Linked DNA regions of Mus musculus: region 2 is linked to region 1. A link is a contact called in public ChIA-PET data. All regions are on one chromosome and are shown on one strand. The core of a region is the stretch at or near the end of the contact, and the rest is flanking DNA. Distances in the headings are between cores, read along the strand shown.

Region 1 (5,506 bases), core at 1,219-3,718:
GATTGAGAAAACTCTTACGTATGACAGGTAAAAGATTTGTGGGGCATTTTCTTGGTTGATGACTCAGTGTGGAAGGGCTAAGCTCACTGTGGGTGGTGCCATCCCTGGGCAAGTGGTCTTGAGGTACACAAGAAAACAAACTGGGGAAGCAGTAAGCAACACTCTTCCATGGCCTCTACTTCAGTTTCTGCTCGAACTTTCCTTCACAATGGACTATAAGCTGTAAGACGAAATAAATCCTTTCCTTCTGAGTTGCTTTTGGTCATGATATTTATCACATCAAAAGCAAACTAGGACACTGGGGTCTTTATTATTTCTCACAACTGCATGAGAACCCACAATTACTGTAACACACTGAATTTAAGATACAATCATCCATGCTGTTTGTTTGTGATGGAATGAATAAACAGGGAACATTGTTTCTTCCCCACCAATGAAACAAAACATGTAGTACTACTCATGAAATCAATCAATCAAGCATAATAAAAAGCTAATGCTTTGCCAAGCTCTTCTCATACACACACTATTATCTGCTCAGGGGCACTTCAGACAGAAAATTGTCTGAGGTGGAGATGATAGGTTGAACCTGAGCCACCTACTGGCTGGAACCAACATTCAAACCAGCGAGTCCTTCCTTCCAGCGACAGTCTGTCCTGTTAAGCTGGTCTAACCCTAAAGATGAAGGACTACCATCAAGCACCGAATGGGAATTACATTGGTATGGTGACAAAGAACCACAAAGTTTTACAGTTATAAGGTCTTTTAAGTGACTGCATAGCTCTCATTTTTACAGTGGAGGAAACACAAGTGCCCTCCCCTGTGAGTGGCTATCTGGAGGCATGGACATTTAAAGCTCTCTCTTAGTCTAGTGATTAAGGAAAGGTTGAGCCAGGAAGTCTGCATGGGACTGACCTAGGCACATATGTTATACTTGTGTAGCTTGGTTTTCTTTTTTTTTTTTTTTTGTTTTTTTTTTTTTTAAGATTTATTTATTTATTTATTTATTTATTATATGTAAGTACACTGTAGCTGTCTTCAGACACTCCAGAAGAGGGGAGTCAGATCTCGTTATGGATGGTTGTGAGCCACCATGTGGTTGCTGGGATTTGAACTCAGGACCTTCGGAAGAGCAGTCGGGTGCTCTTACCCACTGAGCCATCTCACCAGCCCGTAGCTTGGTTTTCAAGTGGGATAAGCAGGAGCCCGCCTTTGGGACCCTTTTCTCCTACTGGGCTGCCCTGTCTAGCTTCAAGAGGAGAGAATGTGTCTAGTCTTATGCAACGTCACATACAGTGGCTGGTTGATATCCATAGGAGGCTGCCCCTTTTCCTAAGTGGGTGGGTGGGGGTGGGGTCGATAGTGAGAAGAAGGCTACAGCGCTTTGGATGCCTGCTTTTAAAAATTTGGCAAGAATTTGAGGTTGGGCCAGGACTGGGAAGTAGGCTCAAGATGAACACAGCTGAGGACAGAGTTATTTTGTATTTTGATGGGTCTTGATAAGACTCTGAATACAACTATCATGGCACCTTTGTTTAGGCTTTGTTCCTTAACTCTGTTTATGACTTAGGACTGACCTTATTCTTTGCATGTACTTAGAATTGTATAAAAGCAGACTGACTGGAGGAAAAATAACCTTGCTTCAACCTCAGAACGGGCTAGGGTTATGTTAATAGTACTGTCTAATTGTCTTTTTCTTTTCAATTTTTTCATCCCTCCCTGGAGAACCTGTTGACTGAGCTGGCTTAGTCAGGAAGGCCTGAGAGAAGGAAGGGGAAGCTGGGGCAGAGATGTAAATTAATAAAGAAAAGTTTGGGGCTAGAGAGATGGCTCTATGGTTAAGACTGTTAACTGGTCTTACCTGAGGGCCTAGATTCCCAGCACCCACATGGCAGCTCAGAATTTCCAGTTCCAGGCGATCCTGTACTCCCCTTTCTGGTCTCACAAACTCCTGCACATACCTGTTGCAATAAGCTCGCATAGGCACATATACAAGTCAATAATAGAAACCAAAAAAACAACACTAAATGACGACAGAGACCGAGCCGTCTACTTTCATCCAGCGCCTAGCTCAGCGCCCGATATTTACAAGCTGAGTCAGTGGTTGAATGAACAACCAACCAGGAGCCCCATGAAGGGCCCAGAAACCTGCGGGCAATCAGCAGGGTAGTGACAGGGAGCGGCAGGAGGTGGCTTAGTCCCCAGCTCCCGGGCCACAGCGTCGCCAACCGACCAGGAGGCGTGGCCGAAGGAGAGGCCGCAGGAGCCAGGGGTCACCCCGACATGCCCAGCCTTCTCTGGCGGAACAGCGCCGGCGTCCAGTCAAGCCTGTGCGGGCGGAGGTCCCGGAGAGTGGAACCACCACCCGGTCCCCGCCTTCGCCCTAGCTCCTCTTACTCACGGCGTGCTGCGTCCCTGCGCCTGGCCGGCCCTTCGCCCTCGGTCTTTTCCTTCCACGGCGCTCGCTCATTGGCCAGCGGAGACCACGCCCACGTCAGGCAAACGCGCGTGTTTCATTGGCTCTCGTCTGGGGGCGGGGCTGGAGAGCGGCGCGCTTCACCCTTAGAGTCCGTTCAGGTTGCGGGTGCTGGGGTGGAGGGAGGGGAGGTGGCGCAGGCCATGTGGCCGACCCTGCGCTACGTAGGCGGTGTCTGCGGACTGGCCCGGTACTGCGTGGCTGGGGGCTTCCTCCGCGCAAGTGGACCGGCGTCCGGGGTGCCCGGGCTACTGTGCGGGGGTGGCCGCAGAAGCTCCAGCACCAGGTAAGTGAGAGGCGGCGGCCTGCACTTGCTGTTCCGCTCAGGGATCTCCAACTGAACCTGTCTGTGTCCCCCGACTCGATGTCTCTGTCCCCGGCGAGGAAGTCCTGATTCTGTGGTCCAGCCTCGAATCCCAGGAGCTGCTGACCCGCAGGGTTCGTCCACTGCGTTTGTGCGCCATAGGAAAGGCAGTGTTGAGTTGAGGTCCGGAGCTAATCTGGCTCCGAATACACAACTCCTCTCCATTTCTTAACCACTCTAAAGGGTGACTGGTGACTAGGATCCTAGTCTGGCCCCTAGGTGGTCACTTTGAAGATTAAAAGACCTAGCACACTGCCAATAAGTATGCAGCTTCTTAACTATCATCCCCTGTGTTGCTTGGAAAATCCAGAACTTGGCTTCTGTGGGTCAGTTCCTTGCACACACTAGAGTTGTCCTCACTAGAAGCAACTCAGTTGCCTACTGTGAGCTGCCTAGGAAAGCTGGCAAATACAGTGTTCGGTGTGAAAGCTTTAAGGGCGGGGTGGAGGGGTGGGGGTGGGGGAGCTTTTGATTGTTTGAGACAAGGTAGACCATGCGAATGGATTTAGTGGCAGACCGAGGTGTGGCACGACCCTGGAGAGGGGCAGTGTTTTTGTTTAAGACGCGTTTAAAGCATGTTAAACGGTACTGGTTTGTTTTCCTTTGGCTGTCCTATGACTCCGGTGTAGATCAGGCTGGCCTCTAATGCCTCAAGCTATCAACCTGCCACTCCTTTCCTAGTGCAGGAATTAAAGGCACGTGCCACCCAACCTGCGCCACCTTAACTTTTGAGACTGGATCTCTCCCAATTTCTCTCCCTCTCCCTGTCCCCCTCCCTTTTTCCCTCCCCCTCCGTGTGTGTGTGTGTGTGTGTGTGTGTGTGTGTGTGTTTCTATCTGTCACTTGCTTTTTCCACATGGGGTCTCTCTTTGTATCCTGGCTATCTTGTTGACCAGGCTGTCCTTGAACTCAGAGATCTTCAGTGTCTGCAGGGATTAAAGGTGTTTGCCTCCACTGCCTCGGGGCAGGAGAGGGATGGGGTGGGGGATAGGGTCTCTTGAGGTGATTGGTTGGTTGCTCAGTAAGCACGAGGGATCTGCCTGTCTCCCTGCCCCTGATCCCAAGGTTACATGGGTTGAACAAGGAATGCCCTTACATAAAGGTGCTTTGGGTACAAACTCAAGTCCTCACTTGTATGGCAAGCACTTTGCCAATTAACCATTTTCTTATCCCAGTTTTTAAAATACTGATTATTTTGAAACAATTGTAGACCTATAGAAAGTTGCAAAAATTATAGAATGGTTTTATGTCACCTTCCTCCTGTCCCACCATTTGCCTTGGTGTTAATGTTGATACAATGCACACATTCAGGTTTTACCAAATTTATGTGCATTCTGTGTTCTGTGTATAGCTCTATACAGTTTAATCATATTTTGTGTAATCTCAGTTTGGGCATAGAAATGCTCTATTGTGGGCCTGGACACGGGTGCCCTCTAAGGTGTCAGGGCCCGGTTATTAGTGAGCTTTTGAGGATCACCAAAGACGAGCCCTGACAGCTGCCCACAGCTCTGCCAGACACTGGGCTATAGCAGCTGCCCTGGTAGCAACATGAATGAACAGTATCTGCCAAGTGCTGGCTTTCTAATAGTCAGCAGTGATACCAGCCAAAAAGTAAGGTTTAGGGACTTTCCTGGATCCTGTAACTGTGGACTAGGTCTTTGCTGGATTTGGTCTGTGTTCCCATTTTGGCAGGTTTGGGGGCCTCCATGCTAGGTTCTAAGCTTAGGATGGTGCCTATAACATGATTGGTTGTGCTAAGGTCTATGGGCCTCTGAAAGCATCTCTGGAGAGAAAACCTTGACCATAACCTATCCTCCCATAACCTATCCTCAGGTAGAGGCATCTATCTGCTGGTTGTCTCATGTAGGAGGCCTCCACCCTCACCATCCTTTGGTTCACTTTCATCCATGGTTCCCCTGACTCCTTCCCTGCCACCCAGGAGCCTATGATAAAAGCTCCATCATGATCAGAGTGAAGCTGAAGAAGGTTCATATGCAGAGACTATGGTCCCAGCAGAACTTAAGTATCTGATTCTGTCTGGGAGGGCAAAGGGCAAATGATAGTATAAATGGTATGTGCTATGTAATGAGATATGTGTCATATAATACATAAATGACATGTTATAAATTAGTACTTTAATTGCTCCCTAATGAGAATTATGCAAGTGAAGTTTGGTGAGGTCTATAAACATAAATATGTGGATGCTCCATCTTCATGCACATCAGAAGCCAAAAGCAGACCCCACTACAGATGGTTGTGAGTCACCGTGTGGTTGCTGGAAATTGAACTTAGGATCTCTGGAAAAGCAGCCAGGCCTCTTAACCCCCAAGCCATCTCTCCAGCTCCTAAATTGAAATTCTTAAAGCTTGCTTTCTCTTAAAGCTCTTTTGATATAGTCATCGTTGGAGGTGGAATTGTGGGCCTTGCCTCTGCCAGAACGCTCATCCTGAAACATCCTGGACTTTCGATTGGTGTGGTGGAAAAGGAGAAAGATTTAGGTATGTATGCCCTCAGCTTGCTGGGAACCTGCTTATTTTGTCAGGCTGAATCAGTTATGAAAAATGTGGATGTTAGTGTCTCATTTTGTGTTCTCTTGAAAGCAAAGTCTGGGGCAAGGGCTTGAGAGGAGGTGGTTTATTTGAGGGATTATATGAGATGGTAGGAAGAAG
Region 2 (5,506 bases), core at 1,648-4,147, 530 kb before region 1:
GCCTTTCGGTTCCTAAGCACGGCTGTCCCGTGAACAACCCTACTGAGAGAATAAAAGATTCATCCACAGTGCAGTCTGTGGTTGGTGCTAGATCATCCCCATGATCCTAGATGGCCTCTTACACATCATTAGAAGACACCCTGCGACCCGTGGCATGAACTTTGCCTGTTTGCACACTTCTAAGACATTACACAAGCAAAATCAAAAACAAAACAAAGCAAAACCCAGCTTTGTCCTTCCCCATTTTGTCCACCAGAAACTGATCTTACCACTCTGTCTCCAGTCTGGCCACAGCTGAGCATGTGGCTTAGATGTGCTCTTGCCTTTCTAGGCTTCAGTTATTTTATATGTAAAACCACAGAACTCTGACGTTCCTACAATTAGTGCTTCTGTGGCCTTTGTCTTCAGTCTGGCTGGAAGCACTGTTACTATATACTGGGTGCAGGTCGGATGCCAGTCCCATGTGCCCCCTCCAAGGTCTTGGTGGGTTTAAACGTTATGCCTACAATACTAAATATTCAGCGGTAAATTAAATATTTGGGAAATTATCATCTATGGAAAACCAGGTATCCTGTGAATATGTTTTTCCATGCATCCACTTGGTTTTGCCTGGCTCAGAATATTCCAGCCAGGAATGACTTAATTAGAACATTCATTTCATAGGACAAAATCCTCAAGGTAGGTAAATTGTACTTGACAAAACTTGGGTAAACTTTACCACATAGAAAGAGAGAAAGATGAGGATGAATCTCAGAGCCCAGAAGAGAAAAGTATTTCATCCCTTTAATTTTGACATGTGGCATCTCAAGAAATTTCCTAAAATTTTTCATGAGGCTGAGTTGGAACTACAGGCCTCTATGTTGATGTAGAGAAATGGGCTCTTTGGTCCTTCAGGAGTGTGTGTATCTAAAGTGTAAGGTCTCCTGATGTGAGTTGCTCACAAATAATTCCATGAAGTTCTTTTAATTTAGAATGGAAGATTGGGCAAGGAAATATGCAGCCACCCTCAGGATTTCAGGACAGCTCCTGGTCATTCCTTTTAAAGGGCATTTTCAAACAGATTGGTTTCTTACCCCTTGACAGCAATTACTGCCACTCTTAAGATCACGTAAGATGACACCTTTTGTTATAAATTACACACATCCCTTGCTGGACATAATTGTGACTTCACCTGCCTGCTTGGTCGTTTGAGCAAACAGCCTTCTTCTCCATGGTCCTCCTTGTCTGTTTTTAAATCTTCCCGAGGAGCAGAGAACATTCCACCGCTGGCTTGCACTGCAGCAGAGCTCAGCCTTCTGAGGCTCCTGCAGCCCTCTGTGGCAGCTCTTGTTTGCTGTGCTCTGAAAACACACTTCTCCTCCATAGATTATGGCCCAATGGCTGCTCAGTTCCAAAACTGTGCCTGCCATACAGGACACAGAGAAAGATGAATTAGTGAGCCGTGTTGCATAAGAAGCTTCACTCTTTCCCTTTGAGTCCCCAAAATAGTACATTAAAGCTTGCCATGTATCAGGCTGGAGAGGTGGCCTGGTGCTTAAAAGCACTTGCTGCCCTTGCAGAGGACCCTAGTTCAGTTCTGAGAACCCATTTTAGGCTGCTCACAATGACCTGTAACTCTGGTTTCATGGGGTCCAAATGCCCTTTTCTAGCCTCTGTGGGCATTTTCACATGTTGTATACAACAATACACACAAACACTTTTTAAAAATGGAATAATTTACCTGTACAAATTATTCTACATCATCTAATACTTAATGCTTAAGTTTTCAAATAATAAAAAGTCATGTTAGAATAGAAACACTGTCCCCAGAAGTATAAAACTTATTAATAATAATTGACACATTTTCTCTTGATTATTTTCTTATAGTCAGTTCCCCTGCCGGCTTCATGCCTCTCAACTACTAAATTCTTATGCACTCTGTAGCACATGATATTTGTTCATTAAATGTCAAACAATGAAAAAATAAAAGAGATAAATACAAATAGGGCATAGCACCAGGATCCTTCCTTCTCGATCCCAGGAGTCAGAGAAGAGCTTACGTGGTCCCCAGTAGATCTTTGGTTTGGTAGATCTTAATTGTTTCCTTAGAGCAGAGCCCCCTACCATCAGCTGAGTCTCCAATCTAGAACCCAGTGGGAAGGGAAAGAAGCGCAGGGAAGAATAAGAGGAAACTATCAGTCCTGACAGCGGATGGACAGTTCGAGGGACACATTTGCGTTGGAATGCAGTTCTCATCCTGGACTTACCAATCTGAGTAGGACTAAGGAGATGACTCAGTCAGTAAAGTGCTTACCCTATAAGTACCTGATTCGATCCTGAACCCAAGTTTAAAGAGGAAAGGGGAAAAAAAAAAAAGCTTGGTGACAGTGCATGAAATACCAGCACTGGGGAGAGAGGCAGGACAAGTAGAACTCTCTCGGGCTGGCTAGAGTAGCCTAATGGACAGCAAACTCCAAGTGAATGAAAGACCTTGTTTCAAAAATGCAAGGTCAATAGTGCCTGGGTGCCTGAGGAATATCTGTAGTTGTCCTCCGGCCTGTGCACATGCACACACAGAAACACACACATACACTGCCTCCCCCAAGTGAGTGCAATCTCCGCCTGCCACCATGTGGACAGCTTTCTGCAGGTCTTTCCCACTAAACTGCTCTTATTCCATCAAGTTCAGCCAGGCAGGACAACAGGTGCCCATGATGAGGCAGTAGCAATGTCCTAGGATGCCCCCTGTCTTTCTCTAGTGGTTGTCCGATAAAGATGGCAATCATTACCACAAACGTTAGCTTCCTATCCTGTGTCCCAGAAATCACAACCAAGAGCCTCACTCTTCCTTGTCTTGTCGATAGTTAACAGCCGAGGAGCCTTCTCTGATGGCCAATGGTTGAGATCAATCGTTGTGTCTGAGAGAGAAGGTGAGGAAGTGGGCTCTGCTTCCTTCCTGCACTCCACAGTATAAACACAGAATGCACACTGCGGTCGTTGTATTTGTGTTCGATGTGAATTAAAGATGCTTTGGCTAAGCCAGGAGATGATAATACTGTTCTCAGTCTCAACATGAACTTGTCCAGAGGAGCAGGACCAGAAAGACGATCCATATGCTAAAATGTGGTTATGAATATCTATCTAGCTCAGAGTTGGAACAATTTAATGGGGTTTGATGACTGACATCAAATGCTTGCAAGACTAGTGGTCTGTTTCAGTTGGCCCTCGGTAGTACCTGGTGAGAGGAACCCAAAATAAGTTATACCCACGCCATAAAATCAATAACTCCAAACACAAGGTGCTGGCTGGAGACTGGTCCTCCAGGGGACTTCAGAGGGAGCTTGATGGCTCCGCCTCAGACATTTCTAAGTATCTAAGCACCAAGACTACTACAGTGTAAAATCATGATTAAACAGTCTAAATGTCCTGTAGACGACTGACCAAACACACCGAGGGCCCCTGGGAGAGTCCTGGAGGGAGGATCGCCTGTTAGTCTGATTGGAATTGGGTGGAAATTGTCTTTTCTCCCTCCCCTAATTTGTTTGGAAAGTTCTCATAGCAAGGTAGGCTTGATTTTGTATGGTTTGTTTTGCTTCATTTTGCTTGGGAAGAAATGGGGTGAGATCCCATCGGGTTGGGCATGAAAGGTCACAGGTCAGACACAGAGATGGAAGAGTAGAGGGCGAGTTCAAGAGTTAAAAAAAAATGGTGTATGGGTAGGCAATCAATCAATCCACATAAAACTAGGGGGGAAAAAACCTGTATCACTGCCCAATTACTAATCCCAGGAATATTCATGGCTATACTCAGCCTCACCTAAAAATAGAAAGGGCGAGTGCTCCTCAGATAGGTTTTGATCTGATCCTCAAATTATGGGTATAGAGCTCATCCTTCCATGGGTGTTCAGATCACTGTTTGGAGATTCTATGCATCCCAAACATCACCTTTCCTTAATGTTTAAGGCATGATGTAACTGCTATGCAATGCCTTGATTGTCCCATCTGGTGAGAGAGACCTTTTGAAGCAAACTCTTGTGAATTGAAAATAGTTTTCTGACATAAATACAGTGGCAAATGTCTTCTCAAACTCAAAAGAGCTTGTGTCTGCTGACGCTCTGTGGTTATGTTTCAAGTCTTTTCATTAAGCTAAGAGGTTAGTTTCCTTTTAAGTAAGTAATGTGGGGGGCCAATGAGACAGCTCAGCTGATATAGGGTCCTCCCACCAACTGTAACAATCTGAGTTCAGTCCCTAGAATTGGCAGGATAGTCCCTAATATCCATACATGTGTGCACTTGCACACACACAAGTAAATAGATGTGAAGAATAATATTTTTTAATTTACTGTATCTGAGCAAAGAAATGACCATAAATGCCACATCACCCAAACTATATAAAGTTTAAATAGGAACCAGTATGTTATTATTCTTTGGGATATTAAGCTTTAGCCTCATACCCTTTTCTCTGATATTTGGCTTACAGAAAAATCAAATCTTCCCTCAGGGATAAGACTAAAGTCTGAAAAGCTAACATTAATATTGTAAATTCAAAAATGAAAATGCTTCCTTGCAGTATTAAAACTTGCGGTAGCCCTTCTTATAAGGTCTCTAGATACACATACACATGGACACATACAAGCACATAGCACATGCAGACACACATACACACTCATTCTCAAACACAGGCACACATGTACACACACACACACACACACACACACACACACACACACACAGGCTTGAACCTACACAGTGTAGCATTTGGATCACAAAGGGTTATGTACAAAGAAAAGCTGCTAACAAGACAAAACAAACCCCAGTAACACCCGCTGGTCACCAAAACAACATTATCTTTTCGATGAGAAAATGTTTCCTTCGGAGTCTGAACCCTGAACTGGCACCTGTGCTTTCCTGGATTTTCACTATTGAACTGAGCTATACAGGGCTTTACAGGGCTCCAGCTGGTGGCCAAGTCCTCACTGGCGTGGCAGGCCTTCTGAAAAGAAACAGACACTTCACACCTATGCACCTTCCCTCTGCCCACATTCTGTTCACTATTAGAGAACTCAGGTGAGTTAAGTCGTGTTCACAGGAGATGAGAATATTTCAGAAGCAAAGAGAAGTCTTATTCCCAAGTGGCCTGTCAGGCCTGACTTTCCAGGGCACTCTGCATTTCTTCCTCTATTCAAAGATCAAGTCTTGGGTATCCCAGGATTAAAATAATTTCATCCATCTAGAAATGGGGAAAATGTACTAGTAGGAAGAAAAAAGAAAACTATCCCATGGTTTCTAAAAGCTGTCATCTCCTAAATAGAAACCCTTAAAGAAACCAATGTTAAATGCACAGTAACTTGAGGAACAGCTGAAATAAAAAGAAATGTTGATTTTTCTCATCAGTGGGTAAAGGGCACCTGTAACTCTCACTCAACATATTTCACTTAACAAAGAAAAACCTCTTCGTGCTTTTCCGTTACTAAAAGTTGTAGCAAACCATAAAACGATTGCCAGTGGTGCTGGAATGCTTGTCTGGT

The links. ChIA-PET counts read pairs in DNA pulled down with a chosen protein or histone mark.
Region 2: an RNA polymerase II ChIA-PET map of memory CD8 T cells shows a contact between it and region 1, with 6 read pairs. The contact joins the enhancer-like site here to the promoter of Dmac2l in region 1. A contact is called at or near these places in 4 of 39 promoter capture datasets (the 3T3-L1 cell line, HPC-7-derived erythroid cells, neutrophils and 1 more), 1 of 115 datasets of contacts at active chromatin or transcription factors (memory CD8 T cells) and 1 of 9 other capture datasets (liver).

The regions. Positions count from the first base shown.
Region 1 is chr12:69,721,907-69,727,412 of GRCm38.p6, reverse strand. It overlaps Dmac2l (distal membrane arm assembly complex 2 like), which reads right to left and starts at 2,468. Exons shown (of 5, transcript NM_026536.2): 1 at 2,399-2,468. L2hgdh (L-2-hydroxyglutarate dehydrogenase) reads left to right here and starts at 2,539. Exons shown (of 10, transcript NM_145443.2): 1 at 2,539-2,759; 2 at 5,220-5,335. The coding sequence starts at 2,617.
Region 2 is chr12:70,255,407-70,260,912 of GRCm38.p6, reverse strand. The region is part of intron 8 of Trim9 (tripartite motif-containing 9); the gene reads left to right. Among named protein-coding and RNA genes, the nearest start is that of Gm38467, 27 kb to the right of the region's middle. Within about 2 kb of position 2,897, at least 11 of the 459 cell types and tissues checked have an H3K27ac peak or open chromatin away from gene starts, as enhancers often do. A contact at or near this core is called in memory CD8 T cells, where this site is marked.